2 separate regions of the Mus musculus genome follow, and region 1 is linked to region 2. A link is a contact called in public Hi-C data. All regions are on one chromosome and are shown on one strand. The core of a region is the stretch at or near the end of the contact, and the rest is flanking DNA. Distances in the headings are between cores, read along the strand shown.

Region 1 (2,700 bases), core at 121-2,620, 190 kb after region 2:
ACCAGAGTGGGATTTCTAAACATCAATCTGAGGGTGTCCATAAGGATAAAATCGAAGTCACTTAGCATAGCCCTGGAGGCTGTTAACAAGCCAGACCTACTCACTCCCCGGCCTCAGCTCTACTCCCCAGCCTCCCAATCCCTCCTGCTTCATTTATTCTGAACTCTGGTCAGTTTCTGAAGCATGCCCAGTGTAAGAGTGGCCCTCCCATTCCAAGGCCAGCTTGTCTTCCTGCAGGAGATGCCTCTCCGTCTGGCTGCAGCCATCTTACCATCCAGGGGGTGTCATTTCAGTGTCATTCCCAAGCCCACAGCTAGCCCTTGCTTGGATGAGGCCCCAGCACATCCCCCAAAGGGATACTTGAGTTCACTGCCCTGTCTTTATGCTGCATAGTCTATACACATTTTCCGCAGCTTCTCAAGAAATGATGCTTGATGCTGCATACTTAAAAACTAAAGGAAGAAAGGGGGAAGTGCGCTCCTGTTTTCACCAGGCATTGTGAGTATAGGGGCTTCCTGCTGGGCTACTTAGTATGCTTCCTAAATGTAGACCATCCCCATTTGCCTCTAGCCTTGTAGCCTTTTTCTCAGAACAAACATTTTTTTTAGTGTCAATATGATCTTTAAAGATTGTCTGGTTCTTAGACATTGTGGGTCTTTAGTCTGAGACAGGCACACTGAGCAAGCAGGTTCTCTTCAAAGCTGGTCCCTACTGCCCACGTTATAAACCTTGAACCACCTTGGAGCACGCACATCAGCACTCTGCTCCCACTAATGATGGGTAGGTAGTACAGCCCTCAAAGGCAGAATTCAGTTAAGTTCTGGATCTCCGTGTTTTTAACTTTGGATCAGAAAACACCAAGTTGCCCTCAAGGAAGGCTGAACTGGCTTTGCCTCCTACTAGCAGGAAGTGATAGCTCTCATTTCACCACACCCTTGAAAAGAATAACAACACACACATTTGGTATCAACATTTAAGAAAAGAATGTTTGCAACTTGTCAGGGGAAAAGGCCGGGACTTGACATCGACTTGTGTCCATGACTACAGAAGAGGAGGTACGTCTCCTTGAGTCTACATTTCCATCTCCCTGTGTGCCTTGCCTGTTCAAGCCGTGGCCCAAATTTTCTCTCTCCATGGTTGGCTTAAAACGTTTGCCTTTTCTACTATATAAGCTGTAAATGTCTCTTACTGGTTTCTTACTGGGATGCTATTTTTACGTGTGAAGTTCTGGATTTTGCTCTCTGGTGTTACAAGCTTCTTTAAATGTTCTTCCAGGAATCGGTCCCCAAATCAAGTGCCCATTAGTCACTCAGCTGACAAGCAGAGGTGGAGTTAAAGACAGTGCCTGCCCTGCCGTCGAGAAGCAGCTCAAAGCCAGTTTAGACTAGAGAACAGACCTGATTCCCAAGAACCTTGAAAGTGTCCCTGAGCAGGTGTCCCCAGGTGACTGAGTTCAACCAGACACAGAAGCTGCATGGCTGCCCCACCCTCTACATGGAGGGCTGCCACACTGACGCTGACTCTGGACTCACTCAGTGAGACAAGGAACAGGACTTACTCCGAGAGGCTCAGTGAACAGCCAGCCAGCCTAGCACCGGAGTCAGTGTGTAAAGTCCTGGCCGGCAGCCGTTAGACTGTCCCAGAGAAGATGACCAGCATCACCAGACAGAACAGCTGGACCTGAACTACAGGCCAGAACTTAGATCTTTCCTGCAAGAACAGAAACCCCAAGACCCGGGGCACCTGCCCAGTACTGGGAATCCACAAGGATCGCTGGGGTCTCGCTGCCCTCCTCTGCACACAGAGAGCAGCATCTTTAGGTCCTTCATAGAGGTAGACACACTCCTGTAAAGGAGGCTCTAGCTGCCCAGCATCCAACAGGCCTCTGAGCCCTTCTGGGAATGCAGGGCTGCCTTCCTTACCCCTTGGGAACGCTCAGGCCCGATCTCCTTCTATGCACACCTCACGCCAACAAAAGGTTCTTTCCAAACAACTGGTCATACAAAAGAAAACTCTGAGGCCAACATCAAAAAGCACCCCCTGCCCCTCCTTGGGGCTGTCAAAGAGCATCAAGTGATAATTACCCACGCTCAGACTTCTGCAAAGTATTTTATAGCTTGTTTTCTTTTCTCTTTGTTTTATTTTCTCTACACAGATGGAAAAATGCACTGGGCAAAGTGGCTCACATCTGGATCTCTCAGGTCCACAAAGAGGTGTCACCCAACTCCCACCAGCCGTGGGCCCTGCCTCGGAGAGACACCCTAATCCCTGGGCCTTCCTGTTTATCTCCTGCTTCTCTCCCAGGCAAAAATATTGGGTATTAGTTTCATTATCAGATTTCAAGGCGGGAAGGAAAGGGCAGCTTTGTAAGAACAGAGGTCAACTCAGGAGAGATGGGGGTGGGGAAGCAGAGACCCTCCTGAGGGACCAGCTTGGCCCAGATCAAGGAGCCCCACACCACTGGAGTGACTTGGTAGTCTATCTAGGGGGTCCCCTGGTCTCTCATAAAGACTCTAAGCTGTGTGTCTGCTAGCTAGCATGTTGGGATGAGCCAGCCACATCCCCTATAGCTTCATCTCAGGCTCATGAGAAGCAATGGTGGGTAGGGAGCAAGGACTTCCCAACTCCACTCCTCAACCAGAAACCTGACAGGAAAGAGAAAGGGCACCAAGAACCAACTCCCATTTCCTTCCCCCACCT
Region 2 (2,700 bases), core at 176-2,675:
CACACTCGCTCACACACACACACTCTCACACACACTCACTCCCACTCTCTCTCTCTCTCTCTCTCACACACACACACACACTCACTCTCACATACACACACTCGCTCACACACACATACTCTCATACACACTCACTCTCACACACACTCACTCCCACACCCACACTTCCACACTCACACTCTCTCTCTCACATACACACACTCACTCTCACACACACTCACTCCCACACACACACTTCCACACTCACACTCTCTCTCTCACACACACACACTCACTCTCACACACTCACTCCTACTCTTTCTCTCTCTCTCTCTCTCTCTCACACACACACACACACACACACACACACACTGCTTACTTGGATGCTTACTAATCCTAATGACCTATATTGTATCTTTCTGTGCAGTTTCAGCCCACATTTGTATTACTGTATAATTGTTTTGGATGGTGTAAGCAGAAGGTATTTTTAGCATGTAATAATTTCCTTCCAAGAGAAAAACCAGACTGTCAACTAAGCAAACTGGAAAGGACTTCCCAGGGCTGGATAGTATGAAGGCCTAAGAGGACCTGGACCACACTCTGGTTATAGTCATGTCTTTTTTAAAAAATAACATAACTGTTTTTTTGTTTAAAGAATTATTTATTTGGGGCTGAAGAGATGGCTCAGCAGTTAAGAGCACTGACTGCTCTTCCAGAGGTTCTGAGTTCAATTCCCAGCAACCATATGGTGGCTCACAACCATCTGTTGTGAGGGCATGAGATCTGATGCCCTCTTCTGGTGTGTCTGAATAGAGCAATGGTGTACTTAGATACATAAAATAAATAAATCTTTAAAAAAAAAAGAATTACTTATTTTATGTATATGAGTACACTCTTGCTGGTGTGGTTGCTGAGAATTGAACTCAGTACCTCTGGAAGAGCAGTCCATGCTCTTAACCGCTGAGCCATCTCTCCAGCCCCTATATTCGTGTCTTCAGCAGCAGTTTGGTATATGCAAGGTAACCGTCTGCCAGTGTTGCTGGTAAGGAGATTCTTAGTTGTCATTGGCAGTGTCAAGGGTCAAACCCAGGGCCACATGTGTGCTGTGCAGGCATTCTACCACAGAACACCCTCAGCCTTTGCTTTTCATCTTTACTATGAATATTTTACTATAATAAAGATCCATAAGCCTAATGAAAAATTTTGCTTTCATTTGTATTTCATACCTTAAATATGCTGGCTGATCAGTAGTGCAGAATTTCTTATAACTTTATAACTAACTCTGTCCACCTCACGACTGGGAAATGATCGCTTAGCATATGGCACATTTTCAGTAAATATTAGTCGTTGTTGTTATGGTTTTAAATACTCTGAGCTTTCAGTAATGCGCTGGTCTGGTCTGGCTGTCTTCCCTTCCCACATTTGGCATGTTTACTGCTTCAAGTGGAGTTGATTGCTCCCTCCTTTCCTCCCTCCTGTGCTCTCTGAGCAGCTCCCAGCATGGTCAACAGCAGCTGCTCTGGCCGGTCTGGTAGACAGAGCACAGTCTGCTCACTGTGTGCGTGCATATGTGCACGAATGTGGAGGTCAGAGGACAACTTCGGGTGTCCTTCCTCAGGTGGCTCCCTCATTGTGTTTGGTCATGAGTGCTGCCAGGCAGGCCAGCGGATCCTCCAGTCTCCACCTCCTATCACACGTGCATGCCACACTTTGTACCAACTGATTCATCTCTCCGTCCCTGAGCTTCCTTACGCTGCTGCTCTCTCAAGTCTTGAGATGTGTTTTATTGGGTTTTGAGAGATAGCTCAGCGGTTAAGCACACTGACTGATCTTCTAGAAGACCCAGGTTTGATTCCCAGCACTCACATGGCAGCTCACGGCTTACACTTATGCATGTCAAAAACCCTGACACCGTAAGGTTTGCTACCAGTTGCCAACATATGTACTTTCTGCAAACTAAGCTGATAAGTTTCTATATAGATACTGCCACTTCTTAGCCTTCCCAATGTCTCAGGCTTCTTATGAGTTTTGTTTCCTTTCTGTCTTGTAACTTTAATTCTTTTTTTCAAATCCTATTTTTAATTAAGTTTTACAATGTTTTTTTTTAATTCATTTATTTATTATATGTAAGTACACTGTAGCTGTCTTCAGACACTCCAGAAGAGGGCATCAGATTTCGTTTCAGATGGTTGTGAGCCACCATGTGGTTGCTGGGATTTGAACTCGGGACCTTTGGAAGAGCAGTCGGCTCTCTTAACCACTGAGACATCTCACCAGCCACTCAAATCCTATTTTTAATGATGGTTCTTAAATGCTTTAACCTCCCTTATAGCCCACCATCTACCAGAGGTAGTGGAAAAGGAAGGATACGGGGAAGTGGACCTGTTTAGAAATAGTTCTTTGGAGCAACTCCCATCTGTGCTGTCTGGAAATCGGCAGTTCAGTTCACAGGTTAGCAGCAGCAGCAGCTCAGCCCACTCACAAGCACTTCCCAGATACACCAGCAGTCTAGTTCAGGAGAATCGGGATAGCGAGCAGGAATCAGCAGTGGTGGCACGACCTAGCAGAGACAGCCATGCCTCAGCCTCGGCTCCAGTCAGCAGGAGGGACCAGGAGAACTTCTCTGCTGTGCCTCTGAGGGAAGCAAAGATCAGTGAAGACTCGAGATCCACAAGTATTGCTCAGCCCCCGTCACTGTACAATGAGTTTTATTTATATCCT

Evidence for each region. Hi-C and Micro-C count contacts between places; a contact is called where the count stands out from the background.
Region 1: a Hi-C map of uterus shows a contact between it and region 2, with 2.8 times the contacts expected there. The contact joins two enhancer-like sites. A contact is called at or near these places in 2 of 484 Hi-C or Micro-C datasets (the HL-1 cell line and uterus) and 1 of 115 datasets of contacts at active chromatin or transcription factors (double positive thymocytes).

The regions. Positions count from the first base shown.
Region 1 is chr11:68,278,716-68,281,415 of GRCm38.p6, forward strand. All of the region lies in intron 2 of Ntn1 (netrin 1), which reads right to left. Among named protein-coding and RNA genes, the nearest start is that of Mir6406, 59 kb to the left of the region's middle. Within about 2 kb of position 1,371, at least 7 of the 459 cell types and tissues checked have an H3K27ac peak or open chromatin away from gene starts, as enhancers often do. A contact at or near this core is called in uterus, where this site is marked.
Region 2 is chr11:68,084,961-68,087,660 of GRCm38.p6, forward strand. The region is part of intron 6 of Stx8 (syntaxin 8); the gene reads left to right. Among named protein-coding and RNA genes, the nearest start is that of Stx8, 120 kb to the left of the region's middle. Within about 2 kb of position 1,426, at least 15 of the 459 cell types and tissues checked have an H3K27ac peak or open chromatin away from gene starts, as enhancers often do. A contact at or near this core is called in uterus, where this site is marked.